Regions from separate parts of the Mus musculus genome. Here region 1 is linked to region 2. A link is a contact called in public HiChIP or PLAC-seq data. All regions are on one chromosome and are shown on one strand. Each heading gives the region's core, a stretch centred on a gene start, on an enhancer-like site or on the middle of the called end of the contact. The rest is flanking DNA. Distances are from core to core; before and after follow the strand shown. Region 1 overlaps Megf11 (multiple EGF-like-domains 11). Region 2 holds the start of Dis3l (DIS3 like exosome 3'-5' exoribonuclease).

Region 1 (6,784 bases), core at 840-3,339, 220 kb after region 2:
AAGGGAGAGACACAGGACCCTGAGACAGCAGGGGCTACAGAAAGTCAGGAAGTACACAGCAGAGGTAAGCTAGGCAACCTCTCCGGGCTGAAGGCTGATGCTCTGAAGTGAGCTGCCCGCTGAGGTCTTCACATGGCTGCAGGGAGAGGGATGAGGCCAAGGCTGAGCAAGCTGGAGCCATAGTGGACCATCTCCTCCTTCATCACTCACTGCTTGGGACCACAGATGCTAATTGGCACACTTAATGTCCCACACCTTTCTAGTCTACGTGTGCCTATGTGAGTACAGATAAGTTTGCATGTATGCACACATACATGCAGAGGCCAGAGGACACCTTGGTGTCATCTTTCAGGTTCTATGTGTGTCTATGTATGTGAGTGAGTGAGTGAGTGAGTGAGTGAGTGAGTGAGTGAGTAAGTGTGTGCGTGTGTGTGCATCTGTGTGTGCCTGTGTGAGTACATGCCCAGTGTGAGCAGGTACCTGTGGAAGCCTGTCTTAGATTCTTTCCTATTGCTATGATTAGATACCATGACCAGGGAACTTATAAAAGAAAGCGTTGAATTTAGGGCTCATGGTTCCAGAGGGTAGAAGAGTCCATCATGCTCATTATGGTAGGGAGTGTGGCAGCGGTAGGCGGGCAGAAATGGTGCTGCAACAGTAACTGAGAGCTTGCATCTGTGTGATCTACAAGTATGAATCAGAGAGAGGAAGTAGGGGGCAGGGAATGGCATGGGCTTTTGAAACCTCAAAGCCCACCCCAAGTGACACACCTACTCCAGCAAGGCCACACACACCTCCTAATCCTTCCCAAACAGTTCCACCAACTGGGAACCAAACATTCAAACATGTGCGCCAATGGGAAACTTTCTCATTCAAATCACAAGGGCAAAAGAGGGCTGCAGATCACTGGGAAACGGGAAACGGGAGTTACAGGCGGTTGTAAGCTACTTGACACGAGTGCTGGGAACTGAACCTGGGTCCTACGGAGGAGCAACATATACTCTTAAGCATGGAGCCACCTGTCCAACCCCTCCACCTTCTTTTTTTGAGATAGGATCTCTCATTGGCCTAAAGCTCACCAAGAAGGCTAGGCTGACTGGCCAGGGATCTCCCTGTCTCCCCAGCACTGGGATCACATCAGGAGTCACTGTATCCAGCTTTCCACATGGATGATGGGGAGAGAATGCAGACCCTCGTTTGTGCATGTCGAGCATTTTACTGACCCAGTCTCCTGGCCCTTGTTTATGTGTCTGTGTCCTGTAGCTTCTGCATGCCTGTGCTCAGTTACAGCAGTAAGCAGACAGAGGCTATGTGTGTTCGTGTGTTCTTTTCAGCTAGGAGAACTGACACTTCTGTGCACATGATTGTTTCCCAAAATATGATAACTTTAGACTGTGAGGGTTGAGGAGGCACTAAAAGGGTGGGGAGAGGGTAGAGTGACTGAAGTAGGTAAAGGGTCACCGTGGGGAGGGGACACTTGAGTGCAGACTTGAAAGCCAAGAAGGAACAAGCCATACAAAATCCTTGGGGTATCTGTGTTGGATCCAGCCTTAATTCTTGGTCACTTTTTGATTCAACAGAACAAAATTTATTTTACACGTGGGTCAGTTGCTAAGCCAGGCTCTGTGAGGACTCCTGAATGTACGAGTGAGGATCTACTCACTCAGGACACCGTGGGTGTCATCATGCCCATGTGTTAGGGACTGAGGCATCCTGAGGAAAGTTCAGAGAAGACACAGTTCCCAGTCCCAGTCCCACTCCCCACCCCCAATCCATAGCTTGGCCAGGCAAGGAGCTCAGAAGAACAGAGCACCCCAAAGGACATCATCTGGCAGCTGTGTGCTCTGTAACCAGCACCAGCCCTGGGCCCTATGGGGCTCATTTATTCTGGCAGCTGCCAGTCCTGGGTGGCAGCATGCGTTGTATTAATCACCAAGACAAACCACAGTGTTTCTTGGAATACGTGACTCACTGTGGCTCATCAGCAAGCGACCAAGTGTGGTGGCACCAGCTTTCTGCTAAGCACCAACTACCGACCATGTGGTATGGGTTCCTTCCCCAAAGCTGTCGCTGCTGTCATGGAGATCACCACAGCTTCTCCTCTCTTCCACACTGTGAGTGTTTCAGCTCTGGGGTCACAGAGCCTTGCAAGGCACACATCAGAGGAGTGACAGTTTCCCTAAAGTGACTTACTTCTCTTTGGGGAGGGCACACCCAGGCAGATCTACAAAGGAGCAGCCACCCACACCCACACCCACACCCATACCCAAGTCAATACAATTTGATTAACAACGAAAAACTAACAGGGCAGACCACTCTGAGTCTATGCTCAGTTCTAAACCTCTTTGGATATCCATCACAGTCAAGGGGACCAGGGGACAGCTGATTACTGTCTACCCAGACTAGCCCTGTGTACTGCTGAGGAAGAGAGTAACAGTTCCTGCCCTCAGGAAGCGTAGAACCAGATAGAAAGAAACAGTCAAGCAAGACCTGAAAGATGGCCCAGGAGCTGGGTGATACCTGCAGAGCTGGGTGGCAGGGGAGCGAAGGGTCAATTCCCTAAGGTGGCCCTAGGATGGAATTCCTATCTCTTCCTATACTTGCACAGTGCTTTATAAGTAAAATGACATATATGGGGACCACATGGTCACTAAGTTCTATCAACCAAGGCTACAGATGAAATGGGAGGAGGAGTAAGAGGAGTGAGAGGAGGAGGGGGAAGACTGGGAGGAGGAAGGGGAGGAGGGAGGAGTTATTACGCCACTGCACTGCTTTCTCCCAAGTCTACTTTGGTTCCCAATCCCATAACTTTTGCTTTCAAATCTTCCTTGACTACCCTGACCTAAGGAAGGGGGTAGGTGTTACTAAGCGTTTATGCGGTGGCAGGTTCTGGGCTGGGCTCTCACACACATTGATATTGCTTAATCCTCCTGACAGCCTTGCAAACCCCCCTCATTGAACAGATGAGGGCACAGAGAGGTGAAGCTGTCAGGATGTCACAGCTGCTAGCAGGAACAGGGATTAGCTGGCAAGAGCATTTGCCTAACCCAGAAGTGTTTGTATTTAGCGTTGGAGAAAGGTTGGACTTGGCTAGGTTGTGGTGGTGTACACCTGTGAGCCTGACGCTGAGGAGACTGAAGCAGGAGGATTGTGTGAGTATGAGAACAGTCTGTGCAACATATTGAGTGAGACCCCCATTTCAAAACAACAACAAAGAAAATCAAATAAAAATTAAATGACATTATATAAAGATGCCTCCAGAGCTACCATCTTAAAGTGGCTGTTTTACACTGTGACATGTGTGCATGCTCTCTCTCTCTCTCTCTCTCTCTCTCCCTCTCTCTCCCTCTCTCTCCATCTCTCTCCCTCCCTCTTTCTCCCCCTCTCTCTTTCCCTTTCTCTCTCCTTCACTTTCTCCCCTTCTTTCCCCTCTCTCCCTCTCTCTCCCTCCCTCTCTCCTCTCTCTCCATCTCTCTTTTTCCTTCTCTCTCCCTCACTCTCCCTCCTTTCTCTCTCCCTCCCCTTTTCCCTCCCTCTCTCCCTTCCTCTTCTGCCTCTCCCTCCCTCCCTCCTCTCTCTCTTCCCCCATGGGATTATGGGTACCACACCCCACATGCAGCTTTTGCCTGCCTCTTTCCCACAGGCTGAGCCACCTCCCCAGCTCCACTTCTCCTTTATCTCTTATGTCCAGACCCTTGCCATCCAAATTCAGAACCTGGAAAAGGTCATTTATAAAGTTTGGGGTCTGTCCTCACTGTGATACCTTCCTTGCTGGCTTCTTTCCAATCAGGGAACCAAACAGATGCTGTAGCAGTGGTGGCAAGGGACACTCATATTACCACTCTAAGCCGTTACCATTAACCTTTATATTACAGAAGGTGGGAGCTGAGGTTTCGAGGAGCTCTTGACTCTAGCAGTCACTCACCAGACACACTCACTTTCTGCTCCCACTGGCAGAGCCCTTGGCCCAGCTCTGTCCAGTGCCTGACTGAAGCTGCTGTCTCTGTCTGTGTGTCTCTCTCTCCCTTCCTCCCTCCCTTTATTAGCTCAAACCTTATCAGTGGTCCAGCTGGTCTCTCAAAGGGATGGCTGCAGAGGTAGTTGGGAATGTTCATTGTCAGCAGAGTAGGGGCTTTCACAACTGGCTACCTAGAGTCCCAAGTCCAGCAGAACAGCCGCTGGCCTCCTTTGTGGAGAGCCACAGCTGCAGCTCAGTGTGTGTGTGTGTGTGTGTGTGAGAGAGAGAGAGAGAGAGAGAGAGAGAGAGAGAGAGAGAGAGAGAGAGAGCAGGAGCCATCCAACACAAGGACAGATGAGCAAGGAGTGCTAGCCAGTAGTGAGGAACCCCAACTCCTGCCACTAACTTGCTGTGCAACTTCAGGCAAGCTACTCCCTTTCTGTGCTTCAAATGAGCACATTAGTGTTCATCAGATTTCAGGAGATTTTTATGGAAGAGATGTTCCCCCTCCCTCTACTCCTGCTTCCAGGGATCATTTGACAAAGTCTAGGGACATCTTTGGTTGTCATGTCATAGTTGTGGAGACAGCAGAAGTCAGGAATGCCACTGCTTAAAGCAGAGTTTTCCTACTCCAATGGCAAGAGGGCCACTGCAGAGGGCACCACATTTATTCATGGACATATGGCAGGTGCCTACTGTGTGGAGACACTAAGCAGGACAGAGTTCCTGCCCCCTCAAGGTTCATGGCTTATAAAGATAATGAGAGTGTTAAAGAGTTGATATTGGGACTGAAGAGATGATGGTTCCATGGTTAAGAGCACTGACTGCTCTTCCAGAGATCCTGAGTTCAACTCCCAGCAACCACGTGGTAGCTCACAACCATCTGTAATGGGATCTGATGCCCTCTTCTGGTGTGTCTGAAGACAGCAACTGTGTACTTACATAAAATAATAAATAAATAGAGAGAGAGAGAGAGAGAGAGAGAGAGAGAGAGAGAGAGAGGGAGGGAGGGAGAGAGAGAGAGAGAGAGAGAGAGAGAGAGAAGGGAGGGAGGGAGGGAGGGAGGGAGGGAGGGAGGGATGCTATTGGAGGTCTTTGGGGTGATTCCATGGATAGAGACAGCTGCTGCAAGCCCAGAGTTCAATCCCCAGGACCCACGTGGTAGAAAAGGGAAAACTGACTCCTGCCAGTTGTCCTTTGACCCACATACATATGCACACTAACTAACCTAACCAAGAAAAGACTCTGTGTGGACTGTGCTAGGGCTCAGGTGGCAGAGTGCTTACCCAGCATGCACGAGGCCCTAGGCGTGAGCTTCTTCATCATATAAAACCTGCACAGTAGCGTGAGCCTGCAACCCCAGAAGTCAGAAGCTAGTGAGGGAGGCGAGAGGATCAGAAGTTCAAGACCTCTTTGAGCTGCATAGCAATTTCAAGGCCAGATTGGACTACATGAAACTCTATCTTAAATAGGAAGGGAGGGAGGGAGGGAGGGAAGGAGGGAGGGAGGGAAGGAAGGAAGGAAGGAAGGAAGGAAGGAAGGAAGGAAGGAAGGAAGGAAGGAAGGTGGGTGAGCAGAGTTACCGGGAAATGGTGGCACACATCTTTAATCCCAGCACTTGGGAGGCACAGGCAGGCAGATCTCTGTGAGTTCCTGCCTAACCTGGTCTACAGAGTGAGTTCCAGAACAGTCGAGGCTAAACAAAGAAATCCTGTCTCAAACAAACAAACAAACAATAAAACAAAAAAGAAAAGAAAAGAAAAACAGAAACAAGACAAACAAAACAAGAAAGATAGAGTGAATATTTGCTAACTACTAATACTAACCATGTTCCGTTTTCTTTCCATGAACTGCCACACCTGATCCTCAAAAGCCCTTAAACACTGGTAAAGTGACTCTCGGTTTATAGGGTAGGGTTCTGAAACCCACAAAGACAGAGTGCCTTTCTTAGTCTCCAGTCTGTGAGTCATAAGTAGCGGTGTTGGTGTTTTTTATATCGAAGTCCCTCCTTCTAACCATGCCTCCCCACCCCCACCCCCAGCCCTGCCCCTTAAGCCTGGTCCCTAACAACCCACCAGCTATACCTGAAGAGAGGCAGCTTAGAATGCTGAGGCTCTTTGGTCTCTTTATCATGCAAACTGTTTAGCGAATTGGAAAGGGACCTCATGACTATAAACCAACCGGTAATGACCTGACAGGCAAAGGGGGCCAGAGAAGTGTTAGGGCCACCGAGACATTAATCTGCTTCCAGCTATGTACGGCTGCTAGGAGGACATTTGTTAGAGCAGTTATGGGAGCCATAAAAGGCTATTTGATGGCAGCTCTCCCCACTTAGCCCTCACTGGTCAGCAGGAAGGGACTGCTGGGGGTGGGGCCAGTTACCAACTGGAGGCAAAGGCATGCTCCTTCCTACCTGCCTCAGGTAAGATGTTACTGGCTGAGGGTCTGGGAAAGAACGGGCCACACAGGAGAGCTGGAGTCTGGTCTCTTCTATGATCTAAGAACAGCCTGCAGCCTCTAGTAAATTTTGTGAGTTCTCTGGGTTTTAGTTTGCCCATCTGTGAAATGGAAAACAGATGTTTAGTTGAGAGAGCTCTTGGAGACTCTGCCATTGGCTATGGTACAAGGAATAGCCACAGTAGGTAGGCACGGACAGGAATTTGATTGAACATTATTAGATCCAGGAGAAGCTTAATAAAATCCATCTAACCTGGCTCCCATGGCTTAAGGGCATCCATTCTTCACGCACTCCCGTGTCAAATGCACTGTTCTGAGTACTCTGTTTGTATGGACCCACTTAATCCTTATAGACATCCTGTGAGTCAG
Region 2 (6,140 bases), core at 1,916-4,415:
TTCTGCTAGAAACAGGGCTGATATCGTTGCATTTGAGTAAGCCTGTATCCTGGCACTTGGTTTACCTTAAAGCCACCAACAGTACAGTGCAAGCTGACAAAGTGCTCCTCTAATGAAAAATCAGAAAGGTGGGGCCTACTTGCCAATTCTTCACCTTTTGCTTTCCCTGTAGACACAGAAAAGCACAGCGAAACCCAAGAGCAGGAGCTCTTCATCAACTTAACTACTGAAACCTTCAGGAGAAAGGACATTTAAATTCCAACTCTTTGCTTTCGGTTGTCCCAGGAATTGGTTTTCAAAACAATCCTAATATTAAAAACATTTTAGAAAACAGAGGTTGAAGAGGCTTGCTGTGTGTGAGCGAGCTGAATGGTAACAACAAATTGATTTTAGTAAAAGAAATTGAAATACGACACCTGCAGCAGTGTTTAAACCTGGCTGTGTGTAAACATCTATATGTCTGTGTCTGAATAAAATCAACTTCAAGCTCATTTTAAAATATTCAATTTGAAAAAAAAACCCACGTACATTCTAGCTAATGTATATTTCTCTGAACTAAGCATCAGGACAATTTATCATTTTCATACACAAATAAAGAAAACTTTACCTTTTACTACCAAAAGCTGAAGAAACCAAAACATCTTAAAAACAGAATAAATCCAGTTTCTGCTTGTTAAATACCTTGGGGTGTTGAGGGTTTGGGTATATAATTCTAACATGCTATTCTCATAAAAGTTTCCAAATATTAAATGAAGCAAAACTGTATTCTAAGAAATTTGCACAGAAAGGGGCAATTATTCTTTCATTTAGGTGCAAGGTGAGTATTTTAAACTGGTCCAATTAGAAATGTTTTATTCAGCAAATACAATTACTATGGCTGATAGTTACAGGACTAATCTAAAAATCAGAAAGAGCTATTTTTAATTTCGTTGAATAAATCACGGTAAGTACAGTTTGCTTCTACAATAGAGGAAGATAAGATTTAAAAGTATTCTTTTCCAAAGAAAGGAATGCTCCTGAAACAATGTACCTATGAATAAGATTAAATACTATATATTATTAGCAAAAATAAAAGGAAGAAATAATAGTGCTACCTATGAAAATGTAAACCAGAAGCCAGTTCACCATAGAATCTTAACTATGTACATCCCGGGGACCCAGCAGTTTATTGATCTACAGTCAGATCTTTTGGCCAGGTGTTGAAGCACACATATAAAATGTTACTACATTCCTCACCAGCAAAGAGAATACCAAATTAGTTTCAAAAATCCTTTCTGACAAAATAATGAATTCCTCCTCTTTCCCTCTAACAAGGGACCTTTTCTAAAGGGGGCAGGGGAACCGGTACTGAAAATAAATAAATAAATAAATAATGCAAAACAGATACCTCCGGCCTCTCTGGTGCTGCACAGCTTGACAGGCCGTTTGCATGAAAATAACTCCCTTCAACTCCGGGAACTCCAGAACCTCGAGGTAATCCTGGACAACTTTCCAGTCTGGGATCACGTAATGAGTGACTTCGGCAGCCAGGAGCTTCCCATCTGAAACATAATTCAGAGTGGAAGCCATTAGGTAACATTTTCAAACCTGGTTTATGACTATTTCAATGTCACAGTGCTCCCGGTGTGCAAAATAACTTCTCATCTTAATTTCACCTTGAAGTTTTTAAAAGACAAGACAAATCTACTTTGGTGGAGGCTCAAAGTTCAGCTCCATTGCTCCCCCTCCCCTCAGCTGTGATTAAATACAAGCCCAACATGGTTTATGTTGTAGCCAGCACTTCTTCGAAAGAATGATATTTTAAAAACAAGTACGTCCCTGGAAGAAACTAAATTTCTACTAAGCCATCACAGACATGCATGAGCACTGACTGCGTTGGCTACTTACATATCCATTATATCTCTATCTACATATACACACGTGTATATATATGTAAGGGCAAGAGTGCACATGTGTGTGTGTGTTGACCCCTTGTAAGCATCTAACAATTCCAAGGCTATTCGGTCTGAAGCTTCCTAACACGGCTACACGGTTCTAGGGTTGAGGAGAACGTCCTAAAAAGGATGCGCTGTTCAATCAATGGGCTTCCACTCAACTGACACCTTGGTCAAGCTGTGACCTCAATCATGTATTCTGAAAAGACCCCCTCACGCTCATCTCCCACTAGGGGTAACAAACAGCTGGAGGGTCTGCGTACTGGCAGGAGCAGAGCAGGCAATGTCAAATGTCCAGCCAGCGTAATACGCTCAGGAGTAAGGTGCCAATAGCATTTTCGGGCAGAAAGGAGGAGGTGCCTACGCCCTTAGGTCCCCCTGGAAAAACCGAAGCATCCGGTGCCTGCAGGCTCTTCCACTTAGCCCGGCTATTGTAGCAGGCAGGTCCGGAGAGGAGCGCCCCTGAGGCTGCAGAGGCCGGTCCTGCCTGTGCCGGCCACTGGGAGGGAAGACTGGACGCACCGGGGACGCTCCAGGGCCGCTCCCGGCTGCCCCAGTACCGCCGAGCCCAGACGGTTATGCTCGCTCCGGCTGCCTACAGTCCGCGAGGGTCTGGCTCCGCCCTTGATGCCAGCGCTAAGCCGCCCTCGCTGCTCAGCTTCCCGCTCTCCTCTCTCCTTGGGTCCCGCTTCCTTCACTAGGGCCCCGCCGCCATCGCGACGCCAGGCCGGGATTCCCTTTGCTCTTTGGGCCTCTGCCACCCTCGCTCCTCAGGCCTCAGGTCCCTTCGCTCGCGCCCGGCAGCCTTCGCTACGTCAGGCCCCGGCCTCCCTCGTTCCTTTGGTCCTGGCTTCCCTCGTTCTCCGAGTCCCGGCTTCTCTCGCTCTCCGAGCCCCGGCTTCCCTCTCCGGCTCCGGCCTCCCTCGCTCTTCCCGCCCGGGCCTTCCCGGTCCACCCCGGCTCTGACCGTTGCGGCAGGCGGCAGGCTGCGGGCACAGCGGGCTGTTGCAAGGCACGCTGGGCCGCAGGTAGTGTTCACGCACGATCCGCAGCGTCCGACCCTGGAAGGTCCTCAGCAGCAGCACCTTCTCCCGCTTCTGCAGCATGCTGGCGGCGTCGCCCGGCACTGTGGCCGGGAAGCGGCGGGCGGCGGGCGGCAGGCGGCAGGCTCAGGCGAGACCGAGGCCTGAGGCCCGCCCCTCGGGCCTGGTCGGGCAGGCAGCAGCGTTCACGTTCCCGCTACCGCTACCGGGAGCGACCTAGCCAGGGCTGAGAATCCTCCGGGCCCAGTCCTACTCGCGCCTTTTATTCCTCTCTGTGCCTTAGTTGTCCCCGGGCGGGAAAAGTGTAGATAAACTTCACCCGAAGAATCCTCGGGTGTGAAGGTAGGATGTGGCAGGTAGTCTAAGAGTCGAGTGTAAAAGGATTATTATTTTTATTTTTATTATTATTTTTTTTACTTTGTTTCTACCCACAGGCCCGTGTGCGAAGGGCTGCCATAGCAACAGAGGTAATGCCGGGCAGTGATGGCTCATGCCTTTAATCCCAGCACTTGGGAGGCAGAGGCAGGTGGATTTCTGAGTTCAAGGCCAGCCCGGTCTACAGAGTGAGTTCTAGGACAGCCAGGGCTACACAGAGAAACCCTGTCTCGAAAAACCAAAACAAAAAACAAACAAAAAACAAAACAAAAACCAGAGGTAATAACTGTAGAGTTTTCTCGTCCTTGTTTTTGCAGTATCTGAAAGAATTGAAAAGCTCAGCAAAAAAGCTGGTAACCCTGCTGGCCAAACCGGTTTTCCTCTTCAAAAATATGCTTATTTTAAATTTTAATACACGTAAACATTCAAACACTACAGATAAAATGAAAACCAGTCCTTCTGGGGTAAACACTCTACAACTTTTATAGCGCTGGCAGCCTCGGGCAAAGGACTTCTTAGAGCCGCTATTGACATGATCTCTAAGTACTGTGCTTGTAGTGTTTGACAAAAAGGACGGTATCTTGGGAGACCACACACCCTGGATTCTCCAAGCACTGAGCCCACTGGAGCAAGAGTATCATTTAGCTTCCTTAAATCAAAGGAGTGGGTGTTTATTTGTATCATTTTATAGGCTGTGAGGCTGCATTAAGGGAGCTTAAGTGCCCAAGGATACCTAGTTATTATGTTTCAGAACCAATCTTGAAGCTAGAAACTGCTCAACTTCAAAGCAGGTTAAGCATCATCTAGTCACTGGTGAATAAAAGAGAGAGCGCCTGCACCAAAGGAATTTACTGCTTGGCAACCTTTGGTTAATGTGGCTGGCCCAGTTGGCTGGAAACACCTGGTTCTTCCAACGCAGCTGAAATAAACCAGGACCAGTCTCTCATTTCACCCTAAGGGAATGCTAAAGGGTCATGGTCTCCTCCTCCTCCTCATATCTCTGTGTCAAATCACTTGGTGAAACTCAAGGTAGACTTGCACAAACAGGAAAATAATGTAGAGCTGGCAAACAGGCACCAGACAGTGCAAGGAGAGTCCCTAAAGCTCTCCACAGTGAAAGAGGCTCTCCCTGTCTAATACAGGAGTCAGTTCCAGAGAGACCAGAGGACAGTGAGTAGCCAAAATTGTTCTCTACATAAAAAATGCCTTAGATAACTGTCCACCAATCCCTCCCCAGCTCCCTTCCTATCTTTTTTAAGCCACTGATGCTATGGATTGGAAGAACGACTTTGATTAGGTACTAATCTGCCCTTAATATCTCTCCTCAGCACTTTGTAGCTAGAAATTGTCTGCAAATGAACCACCCTTTAAGGAATAGAGCATAGCTAGAGTTTTATTGAGAGTTGATTTTTATCAGTATTTAAAATAAGGCTGTAGCTTAGTTGGTACTTAGCCTCTCTTCCCCTCACACCCTCTCCTTTCTCTCTCTGCCTTTTTGAGACAGGATCAGGACATGTAGCTGAAGCTAGCCATGAGCTCTTACTTACCCCCCCCCCCCCAAGTGCTGGGATTCTCATGCACCCAGGCCTGGCTTTATCCATTATGTTGAGGACCATGATTCCTTAGTTCTTAGAAATGATGATGACCTATTGTAATAAGCCAGGCCCTTTTGCTTGGTTGGGTGGGTGGTTTGTCTTGTTTGCCATCTGAGACCTCTGGACCAAAAAAGTGCCTATCAGGCAGAATAAACTAATTTATGTTACAGAAATATAAAACTTAAAAAAATTTTCGCTGGGCAGTGGTGGCTCACACCTTTGATCTTAGCACTTGGGAGGCAGAGGCAGGCAGATTTCTGAATTCGAGGCCAGCCTGGTCTACAGAGTGAGTTCCAGGACAGCCAGGGCTACACAGAGAAACCCTGTCTTGAAAAAAAAAATCAGTTTCTTCACTAGTGAGATGTCTCAGCAGATAAGGGTACCTGCTGTACAACACAGATTGACTTTACATAAAATGTAATACATTAATTAGCTGGGCAGTGGTGGCACACACCTATAATCCCAGCATTCAGGAAGCAGAGGCAAGAGGATCTCTTGAGTTTGAGGCCAGCCTGGTCTACAGAATGGGTTCCAGTTCCAGGACAACCAGAGCTACAGGGAGAAACCCTATCTTGAAATTTGAGTCCCCCCAAATCAATAAATTAATTTAAAAAATTCTCAGTGTCTAGGTCAAGGTGCTGCATGGGTACCGAATGTCATTTTTGTAGGATCCAGGCTAGTGGAGTGGGGAATCTCTCTGGAACATTGTTGCTCAATGGAAAAAGGGGAGAGAGTCCTCTAGAAAGCCTCACACCAACAAATAACTCTTCCTGGAAGAAATGCTGTTGGTCTTGCCATTGGCCAGAACTAGTCACATGACCACACAGCCAGCGGAGGAGGTGTGCTATTCTTCAAGCTCTGAAGGCAAACACCAAGAACTTTTAGAATATATAAGCAACTTACCAGGAGGCTCTGGCCACCCCCTCAGCCCTAAATCCACTCCATCACCAGCTTCACCCTCATCATTTGGGACAGCTTTAGCCCAGCTCACTATCTACCTCTTTTGGCAGAAGTCCCTCCATAAGCTACTAAGCCAAGCCTGAGTCTCTACACACCTGCAGTCCTAACTTCTCTTGCTTCCATATGTGATCCCTTATGGTAGATAGGATGGATGAACTCTCTTTGTCAAGTTTATGTCCACATTTTCTCTAGGGACTCAGATGACCCATGTTGTCTTGCCTCCCTCACAGATA

Evidence for each region. HiChIP or PLAC-seq counts read pairs in DNA pulled down with a chosen protein or histone mark.
Region 1: a contact with region 2 is called in a FOXA1 HiChIP or PLAC-seq map of pancreatic cancer cells. The contact joins the enhancer-like site here to the promoter of Dis3l in region 2. A contact is called at or near these places in 4 of 39 promoter capture datasets (HPC-7-derived erythroid cells, cranial neural crest, embryonic stem cells and 1 more), 1 of 484 Hi-C or Micro-C datasets (cerebellar granule neurons), 7 of 115 datasets of contacts at active chromatin or transcription factors (T-cell acute lymphoblastic leukemia, effector CD8 T cells, embryonic basal ganglia and 2 more) and 2 of 9 other capture datasets (adipose tissue and embryonic stem cells).

What each region holds. Positions count from the first base shown.
Region 1 is chr9:64,562,487-64,569,270 of GRCm38.p6, forward strand. All of the region lies in intron 5 of Megf11 (multiple EGF-like-domains 11), which reads left to right. Among named protein-coding and RNA genes, the nearest start is that of Gm36311, 120 kb to the right of the region's middle. Within about 2 kb of position 2,090, at least 74 of the 459 cell types and tissues checked have an H3K27ac peak or open chromatin away from gene starts, as enhancers often do. A contact at or near this core is called in pancreatic cancer cells, where this site is marked.
Region 2 is chr9:64,338,092-64,344,231 of GRCm38.p6, forward strand. It overlaps Dis3l (DIS3 like exosome 3'-5' exoribonuclease), which reads right to left and starts at 3,166. Exons shown (of 17, transcript NM_001001295.2): 1 at 2,902-3,166; 2 at 1,388-1,541. The coding sequence starts at 3,040.